Linked DNA regions of Mus musculus: region 2 is linked to region 1. Evidence: chromatin contacts called from public Hi-C data. All regions are on one chromosome and are shown on one strand. The core of a region is the stretch at or near the end of the contact, and the rest is flanking DNA. Distances in the headings are between cores, read along the strand shown. Region 1 overlaps Ank3 (ankyrin 3, epithelial). Region 2 overlaps Ank3 (ankyrin 3, epithelial).

What was found. Hi-C and Micro-C count contacts between places; a contact is called where the count stands out from the background.
Region 2: a Hi-C map of muscle stem cells shows a contact between it and region 1, with 2.7 times the contacts expected there. The contact joins two enhancer-like sites. A contact is called at or near these places in 5 of 484 Hi-C or Micro-C datasets (cerebral cortex, embryonic fibroblasts, embryonic stem cells and 1 more) and 2 of 115 datasets of contacts at active chromatin or transcription factors (embryonic basal ganglia and embryonic stem cells).

What each region holds. Positions count from the first base shown.
Region 1 is chr10:69,658,265-69,664,874 of GRCm38.p6, reverse strand. The region is part of intron 1 of Ank3 (ankyrin 3, epithelial); the gene reads right to left. Among named protein-coding and RNA genes, the nearest start is that of Gm33464, 99 kb to the right of the region's middle. Within about 2 kb of position 2,329, at least 29 of the 459 cell types and tissues checked have an H3K27ac peak or open chromatin away from gene starts, as enhancers often do. A contact at or near this core is called in muscle stem cells, where this site is marked.
Region 2 is chr10:69,807,673-69,814,277 of GRCm38.p6, reverse strand. Ank3 (ankyrin 3, epithelial) reads right to left here. Exons shown (of 43, transcript NM_146005.3): 2 at 5,761-5,862; 3 at 5,307-5,405; 4 at 5,009-5,107. Among named protein-coding and RNA genes, the nearest start is that of Gm33416, 55 kb to the left of the region's middle. Within about 2 kb of position 3,562, at least 4 of the 459 cell types and tissues checked have an H3K27ac peak or open chromatin away from gene starts, as enhancers often do. A contact at or near this core is called in muscle stem cells, where this site is marked.

The sequences.
Region 1 (6,610 bases), core at 1,080-3,579:
CAGAGAAACCCTGTCTCAAAAAACAAAAACAAACAAACAAACAAATAAACAAAAAGTTATCTAAGTTATTTGACCATATCAGATCGACTTTTTGTAACAAAATGGCTTGGTTTTTTGTTTTTGTTTTTTTTAAAGAGAAACTTCATATGATTTATAGAATTTTTTTTTTAATCTGCACAGAAGTACCACTTATTCTGTGTGGGGTAAATTTTTTTTTTTACCCCTTATTGCTATCAAGTAAGACATTTTCCTTTGAGGTAAATAAAATTTGGGGCTAGGGACTTGATCCTCATGCATGCCAGGAAAGCACTGTGTCCACCGACCCACATACCTGACCCCATAAGTAGGGTAAATTTAGGGGTGAAAAGAAGATGACCAGTCAAGGCTTCGGAATAGTGGAGCACTGACTTGGGGAGACAGTTCCTGGCTTCCATGTTGGCTTAATTTCCTTTTAACCCTCTTCCTCTTCTTCCTCCTCCTCAGACTTATTTTAACATGTGTCAGTGAGTGTGTTTGTCTGCCAACGGAAGTCAGAAGAAGGAAATTGGGTCCCTGGAGCTGGAGTTACAGGTAGCAGTTAGTTATCTAACATGGGCGCTAGGAACCCAAGTCTGGTCCTTTCGAAGAGCAGCCAACACCCTTAGTGGCCGAGTCAGCTCACCAGCCTGTTCGGTTAGAAATCACTCAGCCTGTCATAGCTCAGGTGCTTTCTCTATAAATCAAAACCAGCTACAACTGCATGCCCTATGTCCATCACATGAGGGCTGTGGGTTCAAGTAAGATAGTAGATGTGAAGTTTCTTTGCAGAATAAGAAGAGGTCTGTGTGCAAGCATGCTATCAGCAGCATTATTTAAATTTATCACTTCTGCATTAAAACATGGTATGAAGTATATCTTGAAAATACTGTGATGACCTCAATTTTCTTTTATTAATTAAATTTCACTTTATGTGAATGCATGTTTGCTTGCGCGCACATGTGTGTGTGTGTGTGTGTGTGTGTGTGTGTGTGTGTAGCATTTGAATGTCTATCGCCCTCAGAGGTCAGAGGTGGGTGCTAGATCCCATGAAAATGGACTCAGGTGATTGTAAGCTGCCATGTAAGTGCTAGGAATTAAACCCAGGTCCTCAGGAAAAGCCATAAGTGTTCCTAACCTCTGAGTCACCTCTCTAGCCCACCCTTACACTTCATGACAAGACAAAATGGATTTACTTTTATTTATGAATATTTGTCCTGATTTCAGCACCACAAAAATTGGATAATTGAAACATGAATCAGATTTTCATGTACATATGAAAGCCTGTATAATAGCCTATATGTGATATATGTATATACAGTATGTACCTTGTATATACAGTATGAGAGCAACTGTCTAATGACAGTACTGTTGGACACAGTATGTAGTCAACCTTTGAGCAGTGCACATGAACTCCCTAGTCAGGGAGTATCGTGAATACAAACAAAGGAAAAATGTATAATGCTATCAAATTCCATATTGTGTTTAGTTCTTGTTTCTTTTTAATGCTTTACATTTTAAAAAAGTCCTTAATCTTTTTTTTTTTTTTTTTTTTTTTTTGCAGTCCAGTCATTATCCCCTTCCAGGTCTGCCCTCTGACAGTCCCCCCACACTTGCCTCAAAACCTCTCCCCCAACCCCCCAACCCCTGTTCCAAGAGTATCTCCCCACACACCCACACCCATCCCACACCCTGCCAGGCCTCCCCACTCCCTGAGGCCGCAAATTTCTCGAGGGTTAGGTGCATTTTCTCTCACTGAGGCCTAACCAGTCAGTCCTCTGCTGTATATGTGGCCTCGGACCTGCTAGTTTATGGTGTCTGGTTGGTGGCTCAGTGTCTGAGAGATCTCGGGAGTCCAGATTAGTTGAGACTGTTGGTCTTCCTATAGGGTCACCCTCCTCAGCTTCTTCCAGCTTTTCCCCCAATTCAACCACAGGGGTCCCCGCTTCTGTCCATTGGTTGGGTGCTAGTATCTGTATTTGTCTCTGTCTGTGTTTATTTCTTTTTTGTTTTGTTTTGTTTTTGTTTTTGTTTTTTGGGTTTTTGAGACAGGGTTTCTCTGTGTAGCCCTGGCTGTCCTGGAACTCACTCTGTAGACCAGGCTGGCCTGGAACTCAGAAATCCACCTGCCTTTGCCTCCCAAGTGCTGGGATCAAAGACGTGCGCCACCACTGCCCGCTCTGTGTTTGTTTCTTAAGAGCTCGGATTCAGTTTACCCTCAATCTCTAGATCAGGAAACAATCTCTTCCAGAGGAGAAGGAGTGCCACATTCTTTGGAAAGCCTCCTCAGATCAGTTGCTGGCTTTCCTGCACTGCCCCCTTGTGGAACAGTTGAGCAAAACAGCCAGACTCATAATGCAACCTGGGACTGTGTCCAGCCTGAGACAAAGCCTTAGATGCCCCTAGTACAGCTCCAACCTTTACAAAAAAGCTCCAGTGGAAAGGATTCAGAATTCATCCGCCTGCAACGACTCTGGCAGAGCGTTCTCCACCTCCAGAAGTCACTAGTGTTCCAGCTTTGATTCGTGCAAACATGCGTTCCAGGTGAACCTCTGTTCTTTTCGGGGCATGTTTACTTTAAAACAGCATTGAGTGTAAAGCTCCCCCCAAAGAAACCAAAGCATCTGAGAGATTCGTAGGTCACCAGCGGCACCTATTCCTTTCTCGGCGGGAGGAGGGACCCCTTGTCTGCTCCCATCATATGGACCAGCAGAGGCGCAGGGTTCATTGCTCACACCCATGTGTGTCTTGGTTGCTAACTGATATAGGCAAGCTTTGGGGGGAAATGTCGTCCCTAGGCAGGTGCTATGGGGCTGAATGAGAGAGTTAATAATGAATGCTTGAGCAAGTAAGCTAGCAAGCAGGGTTCCTCACAGTTTCTGCCCTCACTTCGAGACGGACTCTGAGCTGGAAGCGTCAGCCTAAGTTTCCTCTTCTGATCACGGGGTTTGTCACAGGCACAGCAAGAAAATGTGAACAGCTGCTAAGATTAAAAAAAAAAGGTTTATTTATTTATTTATTTATTTATTTATTTATTTATTTATTGTATTTATATGAGTACACTGTCACTGTCCTCAGATGCACCAGAAGAGGGCATCAGATCCCATTACAGATGGTTGTGAGCCACCACGTGGTTGCTGGGAATGGAACTCAGGTCCTCTGGAAGAGCAGTCAGTGCTCTTAACCACTGAGCCCCAGGTTCTAAGACTTTTAAAGACAATTGAAGATAAAAGAAATTCCATGGGCTGGTGAGATGGCTCAGTGGGTAAGAGCACCCGACTGCTCTTCCGAAGGTCCAGAGTTCAAATCCCAGCAACCACATGGTGGCTCACAACCATCCGTAACAAGATCTGACTCCCTCTTCTGGTGTGTCTGAAGACAGCTACAGTGTACTTACATATAATAATAAATAAATCTTTAAAAAAAAAAAAAAAGAAATTCCATGCCAGACAGATGATTTCCAGATAGGTCTCTTAGTCGGTAGACGACCTTGTCACTTGATAGCAGCCCTGGGTGCACATGGATCTATGTCTTTGATAACTCCTATTTTTGATGTTGCATCAAGTCCAATCAGACTGTGCAACCACTGTGGTGAATAAAGAATTATCTTGCTACCTTGCTACCGGTCTCAGCTCCATCCAGACAGTTGCAGCCGCACTGGGGGGCAGAATACCCAGCATGCACCACCGTCAGCTGAATCCCTCTCCTGTGACAGACTTTGTACAGTTTTCTTTCCCTCCCCTGAACACTTTCTGGCCTATAAAACCTCTGTTTCACGGAACCAAAGCCACCCTAAAGCACACATGCTGTCAGAATTCACTAATATTGTATGCACGTGGCTAGACGCCAACACAATCCCAATTTGTGTTAGTATCAGTAGATGTCCCCAAAAGGAGTCAGATTCCCCGGGAATCTGGCATTGGCCTGATAACCAATGGCGATTGAGTGCCGTGTTTTAAGAAACAATTGAAACCGGAAACCCACCTGGCAGTGGTGGGCAGGGCACTGACTGGGATGGCATGAGCCAACTGAGTTCTTTAAAGACAGACAAGAGATGACATTCGGGATGTCCTCATTTAGCTAAAGAGTTGCTTGCCAGGCTGGTGAGATGGCTCAGTGGGTAAGAGCACCCGACTGCTCTTCCGAAGGTCCAGAGTTCAAATCCCAGCAACCACATGGTGGCTCACAACCATCCGTAACGAGATCTGACTCCCTCTTCTGGAGTGTCTGAAGACAGCTACAATGTACTTACATATAATAAATAAATAAATCTTTAAAAAAAAAAGATTAAAAAAAAAAAAGAGTTGCTTGCCCAAGGAACTGGAATTGTTGCACAGGGGAGGAGGGGTCGGGGACAGATGCTTCAGGGATCTCGAACTCAAATTTGATAGGAAGGTATCTAGTCTTGCCCTAAGGATAGGCTCAACAACTGCTCTTGCATAAAATAGTGTGGCTTGGTACTCCCACAAAATGCATGTGACTGTCTAGGGCTGGGGTTCTCAACCTGTGGGTTATGACCCTTCTGTCAAACGTCTATCTCCAAAAGTATTTATATTATGATTCATAACAGTAGCAGAATTACTGTTATGAAGTAGCGACAAATACAATGTTACAGTTGGGGGATCACCACAACACGAGGAAGTATACTAAAGGGTTGTGGCATTAGGAAGGTTGAGAACCAATGGTCTAGGGAGTCACTCTTGCCAGCTGTTTGCATGTATTTCAAGGATAAGGTGCACGGCTTAGGCTGAAATTCACTCCGCCAATAGAATCTGCAGTACCACATCCCAATTAAATCCTCCAAAGACAGTTCTTGCAGCGCCAACATCTGGTACCCTAGTTCTTGAGCTAAAGCTATAAAGGGCCTTATTTAAAATGTAGGGGGGTGTAAGGAACATGGAAATGTTAACCCACAAACCATTTTGAGCTGTGAAGAACCTCATGATAATGGCTAACTGGATGTTAAATGTGAGAAAAGGTGGGGGGGAATTGAGTCCAAACCCCCAAATGGTTTCTGTATAAGACAGAGTGAGAGACCGGGACAAGCCTCCATGGCATCTCAGGTGGCTGGCAGTAAACACACCAGGAAGGAAGATGGAGCTCTCTGCAGTGCAGAAGCTGGAGAAATGCAGGCAAGCTGAGAGTCTTAATGCCCCAGGCCACCAGACCTCATCATTTGCTGCTATAAACAAGCAAGAACCAAGAGTAAGAGGCATACAAGTTTTAGGCTGGGAGAAAAATCACGTCAGCTATTGGGCAAAAGGAACGTGTCTTTGAAGATCCCTGGGACAACAGGAGTGGGCTTTGCAGCCTTTTCAGAAGCCCCCCCCCCCCCCAGGATCTCTAGGTTGTAGGAGGCACCCTGATTGCCCTAATGAACGTGTGGCTTTTCCTATTGTGAGATTCCCATACACACAGAGACCAATGAGACTTGAAAATGGTAGAATGATTCTGTTATGCAAATGGGAGAAAACAGACTGGTTTTTGTTTGTTGTGGTTTGGTTTGGTTTTGGAGAACTTTTATTTGTAGTCCTTTAGCAATGGCACCAGGTACTATGGAGGCCCCGGTGCGCCTCAGGGATATCATCCAGTCTGGGGATAAAAGCAAATTCTAGACAAAGCTGGTCCTCTATGTAGGCATGGTGCCTCACGTTTGCAATCCCAGAACTTGGGTGACAGAGGCAGGAGGATTGCTGTAAGTTCCAGGCCAGTCTAGGCTAAGGTTGATACCCTGTTTCAAAACCAAACAAAGTGAAGAAAGACAAAGCAAAACAAGATTCAGAAATATACAAAGATGTTGCCTGCAGAGACACTCAGTGGGTAAAGTGCTTGCTGCCTGGCAGGAGGACACAAGTTGGATTCCCCAGCACTGGTGTGGAACTCCTGTATCCTCAATGCTGAGGAGGCAGAGATGAGAGGATATTGCGGTCCACTGGTCAGGTCTACCTGAAACTCAAACTCCAGCTTCAGTGATCCTGTCTAAAAAACACCCCGGATGTCAACATACACACACAGGAAAACACCCCTACCTGCCACATGTACACACACATGCCTGTGCCCCCCCCCCCACACACACACAACTTCTACTGAAAAGCAGAGACAGAGTTGAGTCATTTCTCTGAGAGGAGTTGCCTCCTGGGATGATGGTAAGCCTGGCTGTGTGGTTCAGGGCCATGTTCTCCCCTCCCCGCCCCCCTGCCCCCTCCTTCGGTTCTCTTCTGAAGAAAATGGGTGACCTCAAAAGTCCTCACACTCTGAAGCTCTGATGCCTCATAACTGAACTTCAATTTCTTCCTAAATCCATCCCTCACCCAGGCTCAACAACTCTTGTGAGAATCTAAATACACTGCAGTAATTTTCACTTCTGCAGGAAGAAATCCAGTTAATTATAACACCAGCACACAGGCTTTTCCAGTCTGTACTGAGCGCCCCAGGAGCCTTCCACCGTTATGCAGAACACTCTCAACGGTCAGAGAGTCTTGGCAAGCCTGCTAGCTCTGAAGGTTTATGCAAAAATAAAGAAATAATATCGTCGGTCAGCTCAGGCAAGAGGGAGAGGCCAGGAATGGAAGGGAATGGTCTAGTTGACATTCAC
Region 2 (6,605 bases), core at 2,313-4,812, 150 kb before region 1:
TTCTGTTATCTGGGCTGATGAAATGTTTTTGTGCTTCCTTCCCTTACAAGAATGTTCCAGTTTCAAAACCAACACCCCCCCCCCCCCCAGGGATTATGGTTGAAGACTTGGTTCCTATTTAAATATTCAGAGGGCCTTGGGAAGACATTGGATCATGAGATCTGTAATGCAATCAGTGGGTGAATCCATTACAGAGCTGTATTTGATGGCATTCTTGGGAGGTGGTGGAGAATGCCGGGGTAGGGTCTGTTGTGTTTTATAGCAAGCCTGCCTAGCTGGCTGTTGCCAGGCAACTGTTGGGCAGAGCCTAGAAAGAACCCTAACAGGGTCTGGTGAGAGGAAGCAGGCCATTGGAGGGCGTACCTTTGGCTCTTTCTAATTTCATTCTGATTTATGGTTATGTAGGGGTGAGCAGCTAGGACCTGTCTTGGCTGGACGCTGAGACAGATGGGTCTGCTTCTCGCTGACGATGTTGTAGACATGTAGATGAGCTATCTTTGTTTGCCTTTTAGTTTTCTCTCCTGTACTGTGTTCTCCCCAGTTCCCACCAGCAACCTCAAGGGATGTCAAGGGCTCTTTTATTCTTTGGCTCTGGCTAGGTTCTCCTGCCCTCTACTCCAATGATCAACTTTCCAGAACTTTCTGTCTCCTCCTTAGCCTTCTGTTCTCAAAGATCCCCAAATTCAAAGCCAATAAACTCTTCGGAAACTTCTTTTGCTCTTTTAATCCAAGTAATTGAATGATCTAATATACATATTATCTATCAATAAAGAATCTACAAGTATCTTTTGAAGAGACTGACTAAAAAAATCTTGCCATTAAACTAGCCCAGAGGCCTAAGACACCGCCCATGACTCATGGTACCCCCATGGGCAGCATGTAAACTATCAGTGGTTGTTGATGAGGCAGTTGGACCCAGGGGATGGCCAGATTTGAGAAAGATGTTTCTTCTCCATTTTCAGATTTGCTTAAAAATTAGGAAACCATCAAACTAGAGCCAGTTAAGACAGGAACACGTTGGAGCTCAATTTACATTTTCCTCTCTGTGTCAACAGTAGATTGAAGTCCCCCAGGGAAGGGCAGCTTAAGACACAGTGTGCTATTTAAAATCTGATTTTATCTATTATCTCTGATACCTTCCACTCTCATTGTTTACAGTGGGGTTATTGCACATGCAGGCAAATCTGCAGACTAAGAACTTTTCGGAGGAGTGTGGGGGCATGTTCCATCACACACAAAAAACAACAAACAAACTAACTCCACAAAACCATCTCATGCCTGAAGGATGGCCCTTCCTAGGATTTCTTCATCATGGCCAACTCCTACACAGTAAAGTATTTCACTGGAGCCTGTGTGACACTAAGTTCTGTGAAAGTCTGATTAAAGATCAAAAGTCCGAGTCTGACTATGAGAATCTGGTTCTTCTAATACAGGGGTCATCGGGATGTGGGGTAAACCCTCAAGGGTACCCAAAAGATCACATTTGACTTGAGGTATTTTGTCCTTTGTAAAAACAAGTAAGGAAACTTGTTCATTCAAAATATCTCCATAGCCAAAATACTGCCAGAAACAGACGCTGCCTGTATAACCAGTCAGCTATGCCTTTGGATGCAGTCAAGGATGAGAGAGAAATGGGAAGTCAGTGGTTTTTACCTGAGCAGTTTGTCTTAAATGGTAAACACCATGTATTACTATTATATTCAGGGCAAAACACTAAGGTTAAAAAGAAATGAGTTCTTTACAATTACAATTCAGTTAGCCAATGGTGTATCGCATGTGTGCATGTGTGCGTGTGTACGTGTGTGTGTGTGCGTGTGTTTGTGTGTGTGTGTGTGTGTAGGCCAGTCTAGTTAACCAGCTTGCTCTGGTGATTCGATGCCACCCCTCCTGTGTGCTGGGACTCCAGGTAGGTTCTCATTCTTGTGTGGCTTTTATGTGGGTGCTGAGAATTCTGACTCTTTCCCTGCTGAGCCATCTCCCTGGTCCAATTTTTTTCCCCTAAGGTATAGCAAAGAGGTTATGGGAATGTAAAGCCTTTTTAAGGAAGAATTTGACAATTGTTAAGACATGAGATGAAGGCAATGACCAAAACTCATTTAAAGTAAACAAACAAAACTCCCAAACAACAACAACAAAATAAAATGCAGGGCTGGAGAGATGGCTCAGTCAGGAAAAGCTCAGCTCACAACCAAAATAAAGTTAAAAAAAAAAAAAAACCCAGACTTGTAATTATAATGTTCAAATGCACAAGAACAGGGTTCCAATGCTAGCCTGTGCCATTGTTACTAAGGTTCAAGGAGAGGAGAGGGAGGACAGTGTTTGGGATGTAACTAACTAACTAACTAACTAACTAAACAAATAAATAAAGATTCAAGGAGGGGAAGGGATTCTCAACTATTTCTTTTTAAAGATTATACAGAAATATTTATATTTGTATTATTATTATTAGTGTGTGTATGTGTGTGCACGCATATATGTGCTTACACGTGCATGTTTGCATGGGAAGGTTGAGGGACAATTTGTAAGAGTCAAGTTCTCTCTCTCCACCATGAGGGTCCTGGGGTTGAACTGAAGTCTTCAGCCTCAGCAAGGAGGTACTTTATGATATTTGAAGAAGAAAGAGTTTGTAGGTGACTTTTCACTTAGAAACCTATCACCTTCCCTCCCTCTCTCCCTCCCTATCTCTCTTTCTTTCCCCAATCTAGAACTCAGGATCCTTCTACCTCAGCCTCCCATGTGCTGAGATTTCAGGCATGCTCCTGCACACCAGTCTGTCTTTCTTGAGTGTGAACATTTCCATGTTTTGTTTGTTAGCGCATGAATAAAATTTCCACTTAAAGAAATATTTTATTTATTTTTAAGGCAGATTTTATGTAGCCCAGGCTGGCTTTGCACTTGGTATATCAACGCAGAGGACCCTGAACTTCTGATCCTTCTGCCTCTACTTCCCAAATGCTGGGATCAGAACCATGAACCGCCATGCACAGTTAATGTGATGCTGGGATTGAACACGGGGCTCTATTGCATGCTTAGCAAACACTTTGCCCATTGAGCAGCGTCTTCTTTTAGGTCATTGCTGACTTTTGGTCTATGTAAAGTTCCTGCTTAAGAGTTGCTCTGAAGCAAGGTCACCTCCCTGTTCCTTCTAGCCACAGCATGGCTCAGGAGGCACACAAGATCAGGTTTCCAGATGGAGGAGTGTGTGAGTGTGTGTGTGTGTGTGTGTGTGTGTGTGTGTGTGTGTGTGTGTGTGTGTGACGGGGATCCCCGGGCACAGCTGCAAGGAGAAGGACTTCACAGGCTCCATTCTTTCTCCTACGGCATCATCAGTGTGGAACGTGTATAAATTGAAATTAAAACGGATTTGGGCTTCATTCATCTCGACCACAGCTTTCCCACTTACTGATGGTAGGTTTATAGCTGCGGCTGCCCTTGGACATAATCAGGAATGCGTGCAGGATTTGAAGGAGAAATTCTGATTGGAAATGGATTCAAGACTTGTCCTACTATCTCATCACTCGCTGCTTACTGCTCACTGTGTTTCAGTAGGCAAAACTGCAGCAATGTTTTTTTTGGGGCAAAGTATGATGTAAGCCATTGAGATGGCTCAGCCGGTGAAAGCGTTTGCTGTTAATCCTGACAACCTGAGTTGGATCCCTGGGACCCATGAATGGGAGGGAAGAACTGACTTGACCAGTTGTCATCTAATTCCCACGTGTATGCCCTAGCTCACACATGGCTTCTACCCTCACAAAAATAAACGTAACTAAAAAAATATATATTTAAAGCACATATTTCTCATTTTCTTTTGTAATTGGCTTGTTAATAATATCTGAAAGTATATTTGCTAAACTCGAATTTTATATTGTTTCTTTTCTGGAAAAGCAGGATTGTTCAAAGCAAACTTCTCACAGACAAAGGAACAAGAGGAGCGAATGATGGAGGGACCCTGCAGTTGCGGGCTGAGTACGTTGACTTCCCTGACATTGATGGACATAAGGACCAAAGCTCTTACACTGATGCTCTTAGTCATCGTGAGTCTGCAGATGCCTCAGGTAGAGGAGGTTCATCAGCCAAAGATACCCAAAGGTAATGAGCCCAGGACACTTAACAGGGAGACCAAAAGGCCATTGGGAATCTAAATAAAAAATAAAGTGTGCTTTGAGTCATTGTGAGGCTGAGTGAGACAATTATCTCCAAGCCTGATGACCAGAGTTCAAGCCTCAGGACACACATGGTGGCAGGAGAGATCTTACTTCCCAAGGTTGTCCTCTGGCCTCCACCAGAGAGCAAACACACACATCCACATGATAACTAAATACAATAATTTTATTGTAAATATAAAGGCTCTGTGTGTCTTTCATCCAGGAATTAAATGGTCAAATGTGGAGTAGAAATCCTGGATTGGAATTTAAAATGTCTACAACAGTCCTCTGTGGACTCTGCTGCCTTACCAGATGTCTGCTTAGCTGCACAGCCTTTGATGACGCCACGCCAATGTCAATGAGTGGATGGTGAGTACCTGCTATTTGAAACCAGTAAAGTACAAAAGCTATTTTTTTCTTTTAGATTCAAAGACAAAGATTAAGATAGTAGGTAGTCTATGGCGCTGTTTCTAGGACCTCATATGACTGTCTAGAGAGATGATCGGAGAACTTATTCAGCACAAATAGTCAAACATTTTAAAGTCTGGGGAATTTTTAAATTTCTGGGTTTTTGTTTTCTTTTGCTTTGCATTTTATTTGTTTCTTTTGCTTTGCATTTTATTTGTTTCACAGCTGTCAGTCATGGCCTTTCACAGGTTGGCCATGGTTGAAAATTCTACCTCTCGAAACACAAATTGTAAATGGAGATACATTTAAACTCTAGGAACTCTCATGACTACTTGATAAAACAGGCCTGCAAGCGACGTGCCCTTAGCTGACCTGTAACTCAAACAAACGCTTGGTCCAGAAGTCATATTGGTAAATAACAGTCAAAGTCCTTTGCAATATGGTTTTAAATTCACCTGAGATTGTGCGTTGACATTCGCTCCGTTCGTAACCAAGACCTTGACCACTTCCGCTTGCCCAGCCAAAGATGCGATGTGTAAGGCCGTGTTTCCTTTCTGTGGAATGAGAGGGAAGAGACACATGAGCTCCTAGCCTGTTGTTCAATGCCTCTGTGAGGCACAGATGATGAAGCTATAGATGATGAAGCTGAAGGGGGCTAGCAGCTCAGGAGAATGGTATTCTTCTTCATATGGACGGTGACCCTTTACAGACCTGGACAAGTGTCACCAAAGGCACCAAGCCCATGGCACTGACCTTTGTGGCGGCATCAACATTGGCTTCCCTCTGCAGCAGCTCAGAGACCACTTCCACATGGCCTTCTTTGGAAGCAAGATGGAGTGCATTCAATCCATTCTGATGGGAAGAGAAAGGAGAGTGAACTGAAAACAGAGTTCTCAATAGTCCACAGCCTGCCACCTGCTCCTCAGTTAGCCCCCTACCGGAGTCCCCCATGTGAATGTAGCACAGGAATGTGGAACAGAAATAAAATGTGAGAACTAGGGAGGGTGGTCCATTACTATCAGCCATTGGTCACCAAATGGCATCCCTTTGATGGAGACTAATCGGATAACATTGGGCTGACAAAATTTAACAACGAAACCAACCTCCTGACAAGTGGAGAGAGATCTTGCCAAATAGCTAAGGGAAGCTTTAAGGAATCTACTCGTTTTAACAAAAATAGCAAACTGTAACAATAACCACAACGGACCTGGTTACAGATGTTGACGTCCACTCCATTTTTGATGTAGTCAAGGGCCTTTTCCAGGTGCCCTGCCCGAGCTGCTCTTAAGTAACTTGCGTTGGCATCAGACTATAAGAAGAAAGAAGAAAAAGTATTGTGGTGAGAAAGCTGGCTAATGTGCCCCATGTACAGGTACCCAGCCATACCCAGCCAGTGGTGCAAAACAGGAGGAAAACATTGGACTGTCTTATATGGAAACACTGTAACATTTTCTAATAAGTCAGAGTAATAGGGCAAACTCTTTGGCCCAGAAATTTAGAGCATTGGCTGTTCTTACAGAGGACTCAGGTTTGATTCTCAGAACCTGCAAAGTGGCTCACAACCATCTGTAACAGTTTTAGGGGATCCAATGCCTTCTTTTGGTCTCTGTGAGCACCAGAAACACATGAAGCATACACAAATACTGACACACAGGCAAACACTCACACACACTCATAAAAAAAAGTTCCAAGCACACCAATTTATCCCTTTTGAGACATCCCAACTTATTCTGCATTGAGATGGATAATTTCTCATGAAATGTGACCACCTTAAGTCAATATACAATCTCCAGGGAAACCCGCTTCATCATCACATTATGAAGACCCAGCTGCTCTCTACCAGAAGCTCGCCACCAATTCCATATTCATGGATTCATTGCAGCCAGTCTTCCCAAAGCAAGGGACATGTTTCCTATTCTCACACTGCCTCAGTGGGCTGCTAAGTTTCCAGTGGCTAACTTCCCACCACGGTGCCTATGGGACTCCATCCCATGCTGAGGGTGTGTTTTTTTCCATATGAAAAATCCTGCAGCCACGACACGGATTTCCTAC